2 separate regions of the Ovis aries genome follow, and region 2 is linked to region 1. The links are chromatin contacts, called in public Hi-C maps. All regions are on one chromosome and are shown on one strand. Each heading gives the region's core, a stretch centred on a gene start, on an enhancer-like site or on the middle of the called end of the contact. The rest is flanking DNA. Distances are from core to core; before and after follow the strand shown.

Region 1 (7,149 bases), core at 76-2,575:
CCGGGAACGTTGGCAACAGAGAAGTGAAGGCTGTCTCCCTCTCCCTTCACAGCACTGCGGTTTCTGAGATGCACCAACTTCCAGTCCCTGGCCTTGCCTAAGCTGAGCTATTTCATTCTACACCCACCTTTGGGAAACTAAATCTTCCACCAAAATACTGAGAATCTGATCTGAATCTGAATAGGAAATGTGCACATTTCTAGCCAGAGACTCAAGTATTTCCTGCTAAAAATGGAAACGGGAGGTACCGGTCACAGTTTTGACCATAGTTGGAAGTCAGATAAACTGGAGTTTCAACCCTGAATCTCCCATTTGTGTGTCTTCTGACTGGGCAAGTTATTTGCCCTAAGGGTCAGTTCTCTCATATATAAAGCGAGGACAATGAGGCCTTGGAGAATTATCACGGAGGACTAGCCCAGGCGCTAGAGGTAAAGAACCCGCTTGCCAATGCAAGAGATGAAAGAGATGCTGGTTCAATCCCTGGGTTCAAAGATCCCTGGAGGAGGAAATGGCTATGCTCTCCAGCGTTCTTGCCTGGAGTATTCCATGGACAGAGGAGCCTGGCGGGCTACAGTCCAGGGGGTCGCAAAGAGTCTGCACGACTGAAGCCACTTGGCACAACCCAGGGAAGCCCAGCCAAGGCTGGTTATCACCAAGGCACCGCTCAACTCTAGGGGCGCTTCTCACACGGAGGCTGCAGGATTGGGGCGAGGGGGGTGCTTCCCGGAGCAGGGGGACTTCGTGACTGACCGAGGGTCCACTTCGTACCTTTGTCATCTCAGCGTGTTTCCCGACAGAACGCTCGGAATAAAAACTATCGGAAATCATAAGTCCATAAGCATGTCCAAGAATGGGGCCACAGTGAGTCCCCCGGTGGACCAAACCCCGCGGCCACTCGGTGGCACCAGCGCTAGCTAGCTACTCCGGTCCTGCCAGGGCACCTTTGGGGATTAAAGCGGCGGACCCGGGAAAGAAAGAAAGAAAGATTCGTCCTGAGCTCCCGGGACACACACGGCTCGGGGCGCAGGACTTTCGGAGGCCCAGACCCGCAGCGGCCCTGGGTGAGCGGCCGCCGAGCGACAGCAGGCGCCGGGCGAGGTCCGACTGGGCAGATCCGGCTCCGCCTCCGGCTCCGTGCTCCTCCCCTCCCCTCGGCCCCTCCTCTCCGCACGCAGGCTCCCCGCCTGGCCCCTCCGCCGCCCCTCCTCCTCTCTCCCCTCCCCCTCCGCCCCGCCTCCTTGTCCCTATGTCCCCTCCCTCCTCCCTCCTCCCTCCTCCCCCCGATACCCCGGCTCCAGAAGAGCGCGCGGCGGAGGGGACCGGCCGGTTACTTCCTCCGGCGGCGGCGCTGAGCGCGGTGCAGCCACAGCCCGGATCGCCCCGATCGCCCCGAGCCGGCCCGCCGGCCCTGGCCCGCCGAGGCCTCGCGGATCTCCCGGAGCCCGCCCGCCGTCCCCGGTCCGCCCCGGCCTTCCCGAGCGCCCCGAGCCCGTCCGCCGCCCCCGGGCTCCCCGAGCACCCTACTCGCGCGCCCGCGCCCGCGCTCTCGCCGGCGCGCACCGAGGAAGCCCGGGCTTCGAGCCCCGGGCGGCCCTGCCCGAAGCGGCGCGGTAAGAGCGGGGTCGGGCCGGGTGGGGTGGCTGGGGTCCGGCGGGGGTCGGCGGGCGGGGAGCGCCCTGCGGCGCTCGCTTTTCTCCCGGGGAACCCAGGAACCGAGTTGGGGACGCGGGTGGCGCCCCAGATCCCCGGGGCGCAGCTGGTGTCCAGGCAGGGTGGCGACTATTCGTGGGATTCTGGGGTCGCGCGTCCAGGATCGGTCCGCTTGGGGCTCTTTCCCTGGGTGGCCGAGTGGCTTTGGGGGTAGGTGGGTGGGCGGCGAGCAGGGTTCGAGGTGGGCCCGGCCGTGACGCGCGGACCCGGCTCCGAACTTGGGCCGCGGGGCCTGGGGTCGCCGAGGCGGCTGGGGCGGGCCGGGCGCGCCGGCTTGTTTCACTTGCTTTTGTTTTAAAAGGAAAGGCAGGCGTGAAGGCGGGGGTGGCTCCTGCCGGTGGGCGCCGGGCGAACCTGGTTTCGCCTGGGGGCTTGGGGGACGCGCGAGAAGGTGTCGGAGGGGCCCTGGCGCGCCCCAGTTTGCCGGTGACTTACCGGAGGGCGCCGGGCCCGGCAAGATCCGGGGCGCCTGAAACACCTGAGGAACTGCGGCTCCCACCCCCGCTCCCGGTCACCTGCGCTGTCGCGTCCGGGGCCCGGCCAGGGCGGCAGGCGACGGGGGCCCGGGGAGGGTCCGGCGGCTCTACCGAGACCCCCGCGGGCTCCCCAAGACCTCTGCATTCGGGCCCCTTGATGCCGGGAGGTGAACGTGGGGACAGTGTCGGAAATGGGCTTATGGGTGCGCAAGGCTGCCTCCAGTTTCGGGATCTTACAGCATTTTGGACGAAGGGGTAACAGCGCTTGTGCGTATATGGCCTTTTTTTTTTGTAAGCACTCGAGACTTTTGTATTGGCCTGTATTCAATTGTAGGGTATCCTAAAATAGTATTTGACCTGCAGTTTATTTAGGGAATAAAGAAATGAGCAGCCCCCTTTGGAGATAGGGGTAATTAATTTTAATTTACCGGTAAGAGATTCATCTTGTTCCGTGCAGTGGAAGCGCCTGTGCGATTTCTGCCGTCTCACACCGCCACCAATCAGGGAGATAAATCTCTAAGTTAAGGTTTATTAAAATTATGAATAATATCACAGTACAGTAAACTAGAGCACTGTGTGTCCTGCAGGGAAATAGTCTAACACTCATTTCTGGGATTAGTCTTTCCTCTCCCTAAATTGATAGCTTTCAAAGGAAAAAAGAAAACCAATCTTCAAAAGTGCGCTTAGGGTTTGATTTTTTTTTTTTTTTCCTTTTTCAATTTGCCTAAATGCAAACCTGTGCTCTAATCTCGCAGAAGCAATCACTTGTTCCCATAAGGGTCCTGTTGTTGAGCAAGTTCTACTTGTTTTAAAATTGAACATGTCTGCCATTTACCCAATTTTTTTTCTGTTGTTGCTCAAGAGCAGCGATCAATAGGGCAATGGCAGAAAGGCCTGAATGTGAAATTGATTTATGTGGACTGATGTGGCCTGTCTGCTATCTTCACAAGCCATGTTGAGTAGAACTGTTGTTTAGACGCTGTCACGTCTCACTCTCTGCAAACCCATGAACCCCGCCAGGCTCCTCTGTCCATGGGATTCTCCAGGCAAGAATACTGGAGTAGGTTGCCGTTCGCTTCTCCAGGGGATCTTCCCAACCCAGGGGCTGAATCTGTGTCTCCTGCGTTGGCAAACAGATTCTTTACCACTGAGCCACCTGTGAACCTGTTGAGTAAAACGGGAACTTAAATTTGATTAGCTAAGTGTTTGCCAGAAACCACTGGTAGAGCACTCTGATTCTACATGGTTTTTACAAAACAAATTAAAAGCCGGACAACAAAAGAATTCTATTCCGCAGCTGGTAATTAGAGCTCTTTATATGGGAGTGGTAGACTGCCTTTCCTCGCAGAATTTGTACACAAAAACCAGGCGAGGCTGCTCCATGGCCTTCCACATCTATTCTCGGTCCATCTCCGTGGAGCTCAAGAATGTGGAATAAAGTCTGCCCATCTGGAGAAGGAGATGGGTAACTGACGACACCCCAGATATCCTTTCATTTTGATCTCCTGTTTTGAGGCTTGCTGATGTCATCAACAGGTGACAGGGCTGCTTTCATGCAGATTGGTGGCATAAAGCTCTCCATTAAGGAGCATTTTGCATCTGTGCAAAGTCTTCGAGCAGGAGTCTAGTCTTGTGGTATCTGTGTGTGATCTCTGCTGTTTACTGCTGGGAGGAGGGTCCAGGCCTCACCATTCAGGGGATCCTGGCTCAAGGCGGAGCTCAGGTCGCACCATACCCCCAATGGGATTTGGTCTGCTCCGTGCTCCTGAGGGTCCCCCCGCCCCCAGTAGTAGCCCTGAGATCCTGGGCAAAGTCCTGGGACAGGGGGGTCTCTGTAGCCTCTCAGTCAGATGGCATAACATCTACCTCTCAGGGATGTCAGACTGTTGAGTAAGGTGGCAAGGTGTGGTCCCTCAGCTCAGGCTTAGGTCTTTGAAAGGAGGAACCTACTAGGGCAGTGATCATCCATAGTGTATATTGATATTTGATTGGCCACCCTGATGATGACCTGCCCTCAGAGGTTTTTAACAACTCCCCCCAGCCCCCAGGTGGCTCGGTGGTAAAGCATCTGCCTGCCAGTGCAGGAGACACAGGTTCCATCCCTGGGTCAGGAAGATCCCCTGGAGGAGGAAATGGCAACCCACTCCAGGATTCTTGCCTGGAAAATTCCATGGACAGAGGAGCCTGGCGGGCTCCAGTGCATGGGGTCATGGAGTCTGACACGACTGAGCGTGCACACCACCCCCACCCACATACACCCAGTGCCTCTGGCCTCCCCTGTGGCAGGGACTCTCCTCCCACACTGCCTTTCTAGCCAAGGAGGTGTGTCTGTGTCTGTATGCTGAGTCCTTAGGAGGTCTGGTTTAGCCATAATGTTGACCAAAAAGGGAAAATAAGAAAGGACAAACTCGAATTAAGTAGTTACAGGAAAATATGCTGTTTGCCTCTGCTAGTCAGCCTTAGCCATTGCACAATATTTTAATTACTCAAAGTTTTGGTTGAAACAGGTAGCAGCACCTAGTGGAGACCTCAGAGTGGGCAGTGAGAGATACCCCTGAAGTTCCCTATTCTAGATCTCCAGTTCCTGGTCCTGAAGCCAGGAGGGTGGGTTGCTGTCGTGGGGGCTTTCCCAGGGTACTCGAAAATCAGCTTCAGTTGCTCTGTTTTTTTTTTTTTTCATCTAATGCTCTGGCAGGATTACCTAAGTACTTTTCTCATGTACTAATATTTAACTTACCCTGGCAAACAGTAACGTTTTAGGGCCCCAGATAAGTTTTCAGTTGATTACAGCAAATCACAGGTCACTTAGGGAACTGTTCAATTGCAGGTCATACATGTAGCTCTTAAGTTTTCTAAGGGCCGCAGTTAAATACAGTGAAGTAGATGAAATTAATTTCAGTTAGCCTAACACATTCAGAATATTACATAAACACACAGTAAATAAAGAGTCAAAACTGAGATAGTTGACTTTTCGCTGCGAAATCTTTGAAATCGAGGGCAAGCACATCTGAGTCCGCCCTCGTCCAGGGCCAAGTGCTCAGGAGTCACACGTGGTTACCACATGGGTCAGCGCAGATCCAAGGTAAAAGCCCAGGGCATCCGAGCAAGTCAGGCAGGTCTGCAGTCGGAGTTACTTCCTCTTAAAGAAACAAACAGCTGAGCAGCCCGAAAACGCAGGATTTTGAGCTTGTGTGCTCAACGCTGGAGAATCTAAGATAATGCAGGAGGGTTTGATCTCAAGCCGTGGTTCTTCCTTATTCTATGCTTCCTGAGCTTGGAGAGGAAAGGGCGCCTCCTAGGCAGGTCTTCCAGTGGGCTTTCCAGGATTTGGATCTGCCCAGGAGTGGCGGTGGCGGCTGGCTCTGGAGCTCCCAGATTGAGCTGACTGCCCCTTGCATGCAGGAGGTGGTCCACGGCTGGGCAGCCCACCCGCCCACAGCCCCCAACAGCTCCTACACCCTGAGCTGACCTTGAAATTGACGATGAAAGACAGATCTCCACTCCTGTCCCGTGCTATCCCAGTCAGCCCGAAGGCAGCTTTATCTGAGCGCCTCAGATCCTAAGGGAATTCTGCAGGTGGCATTATTATTTAATTCCTTGAGTAGCATCACCTTTGTGAGAAGAATTCCTGGCATTCAGTTCTGAATGACCTGTTAGGGCTGGAGCACTTGAACTGAGGTGTGGATGCGGGTTTAACAATCACCTTGGTTTGTTGCCTCTTTCAGCTCTTAATTTTTCTTTCTTCTTTGTTAAAGATGAATGATTTTGGAATCAAGAACATGGACCAGGTGGCCCCTGTGGCCAGCAGTTACAGAGGGACACTCAAGGTGAGTGAACGAGTCTTAATAAAAACTTAACAAAAATTGGAAAGCTCAGTTTCTTGAAGTGAAAAAACAACTGGCTCCCAGGAGACTGGTTCTAGCTGTGAGACTGGTTGTGTGACTCTGGACTGTTTGCTTAATCTCTGGGTCTCAGCGTTTTCATCTGTTAAATGGTTTTCCTGGTGTTTGTTTGACTTATCCTCCAAGATATGAAGGAAACCATTCAATTTGCAGATGGTGCGGCCTTGGTAGTTGATTTCTGAGGCTCCTACCAGGTGGAACGTTCTATAAATTCTCAAGAGAACAGAACTCCAGGAGCTATCTGTTCTATCCACCCAGGAAGTTTCCTCAAGTGATGGCAAAGAGCTGAAAGAGCTTAGAGGAGGCAGGCAGGCCCAATTATTGGCTGCTGGTCCTACTCTGATCAGAGGGGTCAGTGCCCATGGGGTTCAGGCAGTCTGTCCTTCCTGGGACAACTGCGGCTGTTTAAAAACAAAGAAAAACAGATTAAACAGCCTCCTCCCTTGTAATAAACATTTCATGTAGCTTCTATCTCGCTCCCTTTTGGGAGCATTCTTTAGCAACACAAGTTGATAATTTCCCATTTGCCTTCTCCAAGTGTGACAGCGAGATTTGATTTTTTTTTTTTACTGTTCTGTGGTAAACATGTCTCAGAGGCAGTGGTTTTAGATCGGTAGTGTTTTGTATAATATTGTGTCTCTAGCACGTTCTGCTTTTCTCTATCGTTATGAGGCGGTTTGTCTGATCAAACCCCAGGAGGCAAAAACTGACACAGGTCCTTCCAGAGGATCATGAAACTGATCAGATTTCAAGCCAGTGAGGTTTTTGTTGTTGTTCAGTCTGGTCAGACGTTTTCACTGTGGCCTAGCAGAAACCATACAAGAAATTACAGTAATATTAAGTTTGAAACGACACCTCTAGAGAGAAAATTTCTCCTACAAACTCAAAGAGCTTAGGCCTGTGTGATTTCTGGGCTTGGAGAAGAAATCGTTTTTGCTGAAACTGATGTGTTGAAATACGCAGTGGGAATTTATCTTGTCTTTTGGCTTCTTGGTTTTAAAAACAGAATAGAAGCACAGTCAGGAAAGGAAAGGCATTTCTCAGTCACCTGGGCCGCGCTT
Region 2 (6,753 bases), core at 1,918-4,417, 290 kb after region 1:
ATTTTATCCTCTGAAGAAATGAGGTAGGGTCGGGGTGGTGGTGGGGGGGGTGTCCCATGTGTCTTCCTCATTTTTCTCCAGGAATAAATGACAAGAAGTTTTTCTCACTTTCAGAAGGTCACGTGCTGGTAAACCATCTCTGTTTATCTTTGACTGCTCTGGGTCTTCGTTGCTGTGTGTTAGCTTTCTCGAGTCGTGGTGAGCAGGGGCTACGCTTCGCTGCAGTGCACCGGCTTCTCAGTGCAGGTGGCTTCTCTTGTGGAGCGCAGGCTCCATGCTTGAGAGCTTTGCTAGTTTTGGCTCTCAGGCTTAGTAGTTGGGGAGCACAGGCTTAACTGCCCTTTGGCACGTGGGATCTTCAAGGATCGAACGCAAGTCCGCTGCACCGGCAGGCAGATTCCTATCCACTGCACCACCAGGGAAGTCCGTAAACCGTTTCTTTGAGAGGAAACTCAAAATCCTGATTTGCAGCCTTTGCCAGTTTCTATGGTGCAAATATTCCTACCATGGGGCCAATGTCAAGGCATCAACAGCTTAGCAACCAGATCCCCTAAGTTCCTGGATATTTATTGGCTGTTTCACAGAAGAGGGCTTCCCTGGCGCTCAGTGATAAGGAACCCGCCTACCAAGCAGGAGATGTGGGGTCTCAGAAGAAGGCAGAAGCCAGCTTCAGCCCACTGCCTCGAAGAGATTTTTTATTACTGTCTACGACAAGTATCACTCATCTCAAATATGTAGCTAACCTCACAGTTCATTTCAGTGCAATCGCTCAGTCGTGTCCGACTCTTTGCACCTCCATGAATCGCAGCACACCAGGCCTCCCTGTCCATCACCAACTCCCGGAGTTCACTCAGACTCACGTCCATCAAGTCCATGATGCCATCCAGCCATCTCATCCTCGGTCATCCCCTTCTCCTCCTGCCCCCAATCCCTCCCAGCATCAAAGTCTTTTCCAATGAGTCAACTCTTTGCATGAGGTGGCCAAAGTACTGGAGTTTCAGCTTTAGCTTCATTCCTTCCAAAGATATCCCAGGGCTGACCTCCTTCAGAATGGACTGGTTGGATCTCCTTGCAGTCCAAGGGACTCTCAAGAGTCTTCTCCAACACCACGCATTGGTAAAACCCCGACAGGAAAGATAGAATTTGTGAAAGGTCTCTGCTGTTAAGAAACTTACAATTTGACGAGAAAAGACACACAATAAAGGGCCGGGAAAACACAGTGGATAGCGCCCTCTTTTCACGCTACATAGTTTGAAATGGCCTCTCCCCTTCTGGACACAATTTATAAAGACAGTCATAGTGGGACTTCCTTGGTGGTCCACTGGCTAAGACTCCAAGCTCCCAATGCAAAGGGCCTGGGTTCGATCCCGGGTCAGGGAACTAGAATCCGCTTGTCCCAACTAAGGGTTCGCATGGCACAATTAAAGATCCTGCACACTGCAACCAAGATGTGACACGGGCAGATAAACAGATAATGAAAAGAATCTCAGGGCTTCCCAGGTGGTGCACATGCTAAAGAATCTGCCTGCCAAAGCAGGAAACGCAGGTTTCCCCCCTGGGTCTGGAAGATTCCCCTGGAGAAGGAAATGGCTATTCACCCCAGTACTCTTGCCTGGAGAATTCCATGGACAGAGGAGCCTGACGGGCTACAGTCCATGGGCTAACAAGTTTGACACAACGGAGCATGCACACATTAGACGCTAGAGAAAGAGTCGCTTTGAACCGGGGGATCCAGTCTACATAAGTGCAATTTAAACAGACCCCGAGTGGGAAAACAGGTCAACAATGAAAGCTGTTGCTGGAAGTTCAAGATCACCTTGGACATATTCCTGCAGGCACAGGGATGCGTCTGCCAGGAATGACTCGGAACAAATTTATCCCCCTCCTGGGGACATGGTAAGGTAAATATTCTGTCCATTGAGCCACGATCCACCCAAAAAAGGAAGCATTGCTCATTCACAGATAGCAGAACATAATTCTGAGGAGGACGATGGTTTCTTCTCTGGGCGTCATTAAGGGTTGTCACAGATTGAAGAAGTTTCCAGAACAAGTGAGGCATTCCTCTCTCTGCCTTGGTTCAGCCACTGCCCACCAGCCACCTGCGTCCCAAGCCCTGCACTTGCCCTGGGGCCCAGACCGTGAGATCACAGGCGTCTCTCTCATCAGTAACCCTCAGTTTGTAGAGAATGCAATGCACAACTGATTTGCAGACCTCAGAGTAAGACCTGGGGACCTCTCCGGTGGCGTTTCCAGACAGAGGTACCCCTGGCTGGGGAGACTGATTGTGCGGATGTGGGATGCTCCTCTGGGTTGACTGTGAACACAGGACGTACCAGGCCAGCTTAGCTAGCCCAGCGGCCATCTCTGTAGCACCCCCCCCCACCTCCCCCCAGCCCTCCCTCGGGGGAGCTGACCCCCAAGGGAGCCCCAAGGCACCCAAGCTTGCCTGTGGCGACCTCTCCAAACACCAGACCTCAGGGCCTCCTGGTGGGGCTCAGCCCGGCCAGCACCCCCGTGCTGTGAGGTCGTATCTCCACTGTAAGTGTGCAGAGAGGGTCTTATTCTTTCAGAGATGACCTCAGGCTACAGCTTAAGTAGCTCTGGGCCATTTCAGACAACAGGGAGGGCGAGGGAAAATGAAACCCCAGGGGAAGGCATTGAATAGTCTGCAAGGAATGCAGGGGGAAGAGACACAGAAAACTAGACGGTTTCTATGCTCCACTGTTGTAGCCACACGTTCCGGGAAACAAACTCCCTCAGAAGGACAATGCAGATAGTGGAGTGCAGTTCATTACACCGGCGGGCCCAAGGCAGAGTCTCCTCTTAGCCAAGGACCCCGACCTGTTTTTGTGAAAACCTTATATACCCTAAGTATGTGTGCACAAACCTGCCTCACCAAATTCCCTGAAACTAGTCTGAACAAAGGAAAAGAAAGATACAAATTTAACCCATGATTCATATGCCTTAAGCCTAGGTAGTTAACAGTGGACAATTATCAATAGGCCTGTGGTCATACCCCAATAAGCATAATAGAATGTATGAGTCTATTCGGTTACACAATTAGGATATTCTTTTAGGCAATGGAGTGTCTAGGTACAAGCCCTGGAGCTCTTCCTTCTGGCGGGGGAGGGGGGGTCTGGTTTTCCTATTGGTAATCGTTTCCATAGATACTGGGCAAATAGCTCAAAGTCCACAGTCCGGCCCAAGACGGAGTCCTGCTTTCAAGATGGAGACTGTTCTGTCTGTTTCCTCCGTCCCTACAACTGCTTCTAGGGGGAAGCAGACCTGCAGCACACATTGCCCCCAAACAGAGTTTCTCTCCGCTTTGGTTCTGGGCATCTGGAGATGGTCCCCTTGGTGACTTGCCTGGGATGACGATGGAGCAGGGATGAACGCCACCCACTCCCCCGCCACCCTGCCTCAGGCTGACACTCTATCAGCCCATCCCTATCCTAGCCCTCCTCCCCAGCCCACCAGGAAGGCTGCCTTCCAGCCCCGCGAAAGGCGGGAGAGCTGTTGGAAAATCGCCAGGCTCTGGGGCAGAGGGCAGCCTTCCACCAGCCTTGCCTGGACTTTGTCTCCAGCCAGAGTGAGCTGTCCGTGTCCCCAGAGAGGGTGACGGTGCTCCTTGGGCAAGGGGCTGGCTCCGGCTCAACTCAGCCCCCTAGTCTTGAGACTCCAGTGAGAGGGCAACAGGCAGGAAAGCCAGGGGTCTCCAAAGGGGAGGAAATAGGCTGCAAATCTCAGACCTTTTTTTTATCTCTCTCTTAAGCAGCAGGAGGAAACAAACTAGTGTTATATTTTTTCCCCTTCTCTATACAAATGCCAGCTGCCACCGACTGCACGGCAGAAGCATGGCTGAGAGGAGCTACCCCTCACCCGAAGTTAGGGGCGGCGGCCAGGAGGAGCTACCCCATGTCCAAGGAACAGTGTCTGCGTGGTGCAGGAGGGCCAAGAGGAGCTACTCCACATTCAAGGTCAAAAGGGCCGGCCGTGAGGAGATAACCCTCGTCCAAGGTCAGTGGCGGCCGAGAGGAGCTACCCCGCATCCGAGACCAGTGGCGGCCGGGAGGAGACACCCCGCGTCCAAGGCCAGTGGCGACCGGGAGGAGCCACCCCGAGCCTGAGGCCAGGGGCCGGCAGCTAGAAGGAGCCTACCATGCCCGAGGCCAGGGCCAGCAGCCGGGAGGAACAACCCGAGGAGTGGTGGCTGCGCAGGCGCAGGAGGGCCTAGAGGAGCTATCCCACGTTGAAGGTCAGGAACGGCGGTGGTAAGGAGATACCCCTCGTCCAAGGTAAAAGAAACCCAAGTAAGATTGTAGGTGTTGCGAGAGGCATCAGAGGGCAGACACACAAACCATAATCACAGAATACTAGTCAATCTAATCACACAGACCACAGTCTTGTCTAACTCAATTAAACTAAGCCATGCCCTGTGGGGCCACCCAAGACAGGTGGGTCATGGTGGAGAGGTCTGACAGAATGTGGTCCACTGGAGAAGGGAATGGCAAGCCACTTCAGTATTCTTGCCTTGAGAACCCCATGAACAGTATGAAAAGGCAAAATGATAGGATACTGAAAGAGGAACTCCCCAGGTTGGTAGGTGCCCACTATGCTACTGGAGATCAGTAGAGAAATAACTCCAGAAAGAATGAAGGGATGGAGCCAAAGAAAAAACAATACCCAGTTGTGGATGTGACTGGTGATAGAAGCAAGGTCCGATGCTATAAAGAGCAATATTGCATAGGAACCTGGAATGTCAGGTAGGTCCATGAATCAAGGCAAATTGGAAGTGGTCAAACAGGAGATGGCAAGAGTGAACGTTGATATTCTAGGAATTAGTGAACTAAAATGGACTGGAATGGGAGAATTTAACTCAGATGACCATTGTATCTACTACTGCGGGCAGGAATCCTTTAGAAGAAATGGAGTAGCCATCATGGTCAGCAAAAGAGTCCAAAATGCAGTACTTGGATGCAATCTCAAAAACGACAGAATGATCTCTGTTCGTTTCCAAGGCAAACCATTCAATATCACAGTAATCCAAGTCTATGCCCCAACCAGCAACGCTGAAGAAGCCAAAGTGGAATGGTTCTATGAAGACTCCAAGATCTTTTAGAACTAACACCCAAAAAAGATGTCCTTTTCATTATAGGGGACTGGAATGCAAAAGTAGGAAGTCAAGAAACACCTGGGGTAACAGGCAAATTTGGCCTTGGAATATGGAATGAAGCAGGGCAAAAGCTAATAGAGTTTTGCCAAGAGAACGCACTGGTCATAGCAAACACCCTCTTCCAACAACACAAGAGAAGACTCTACACATGGACATCACCAGATGGTCAACAATGAAATCAGACTGATTATATTCTTTGCAGCCAAAGATGGAGAAGCTCTATACAGTCAGCAAAAACAAGACCAGGAGCTGACTCTGGCTCAGATCATGAACTCCTTATTGCCAAATTCAGACTTAAATTGAAGAAATCAGGGGAAACCACTAGATCATTCACATATGTCCTAAATCAAATTCCTTATGATTATACAGTGGAAGTGAGAAATAGATTTAAGGGACTAGATCTGATAGACACAAGTGTCTGATGAACTATGGATGGAGGTTCGTGAAATTGTACAGGACACAGGGATCAAGACCATGCTCATGGAAAAGAAATGCAAAAAAGCAAAATGGCTGTCTGAGGAGGTGTTACAAATAGCTGTGAAAAGAAGAGAAGTGAAAAGCAAAGGAGAAAAGGAAAGATATAAGCATCTGAATGTAGAGTTCCAGAGAATAGCAAGGAGAAATAAGAAAGTCTTTCTCAGCGATCACTGTAAAGAAATAGAGGTAAAGAACAGAATGGGAAAGTCTCGAGATCTCTTCAGGAAATTAGAGATACTAAGGGAACATTTCATGCAAAGATGGGCTCAATAAAGGACAGAAATTGTATGGACCTAACGGAAGCAGAAGATATTAAGAAGAGGTGGCAAGAATACATGGAAGAATTATACAAAAAAAATCTTCATGACCAAGATAATCACGATGGTGTGATCACTCACCTAGAGCCAGACATCCTGGAATGTGAAGTCAAGTGGGCCTTAGAAAGCATCACTACAAACAAAGCTAGTGGAGGTGATGGATTTCCAGCTGAGCTATTTCAAATCCTGAAAGATGATGCTGTGAAAGTGATGCACTCAATATGCCAGCACATTTGGAAAACTCAGCAGTGGCCACAGGACTGGAAAAGGTCAGTGTTCATTCCAATCCCAAAGGAAGGCAATGCCAAAGAATGTTCAAACTACTGCACAATTGCACTCATCTCACACGCTAGTAAAGCAATGCTCAAAATTGTCCAAGCCAGGCTTCAGCAATACGTGAACCGTGAACTTCCAGATTTTCAAGCTGGTTTTAGAAAAGGCAGAGGAACCAGAGATCAAATTGCCAATATCTGCTGGATCATGGAAAAAGCAAGAGAGTTCCAGAAAAACATCTATTTCTGCTTGATTGACTATGCCAAAGCCTTTGACTGTGTGGATCACAATAAACTGTGGAAAATTCTGGGAATGATGGGACTACCAGACCATCTGACCTGCCTCTTGAGAAACCTATATGCAGGTCAGGAAGCAACAGTTAGAACTGGACATGGAACAACAGACTGGTTCCAAATAGGAAAAGGAGTACATCAAGGCTGTGTATTGTCACCCTGCTTATTTAACTTCTATGCAGAGTACATCATGAGAAACGCTGGACTAGAAGAAACACAA

What was found. A called contact is a pair of places that touch in the nucleus more often than the background predicts.
Region 2: a Hi-C map of liver shows a contact between it and region 1, with 2.3 times the contacts expected there. The contact joins the enhancer-like site here to the promoter of ETS2 in region 1. A contact is called at or near these places in 5 of 16 Hi-C or Micro-C datasets (blood, liver, skin fibroblasts and 1 more).

What each region holds. Positions count from the first base shown.
Region 1 is chr1:271,783,702-271,790,850 of ARS-UI_Ramb_v3.0, forward strand. ETS2 (ETS proto-oncogene 2, transcription factor) reads left to right here and starts at 1,326. Exons shown (of 9, transcript XM_027961791.2): 1 at 1,326-1,610; 2 at 5,942-6,013. The coding sequence starts at 5,942.
Region 2 is chr1:272,068,429-272,075,181 of ARS-UI_Ramb_v3.0, forward strand. No RefSeq gene overlaps it. Among named protein-coding and RNA genes, the nearest start is that of ETS2, 290 kb to the left of the region's middle. Within about 2 kb of position 3,168, at least 1 of the 54 cell types and tissues checked has an H3K27ac peak or open chromatin away from gene starts, as enhancers often do. A contact at or near this core is called in liver, where this site is marked.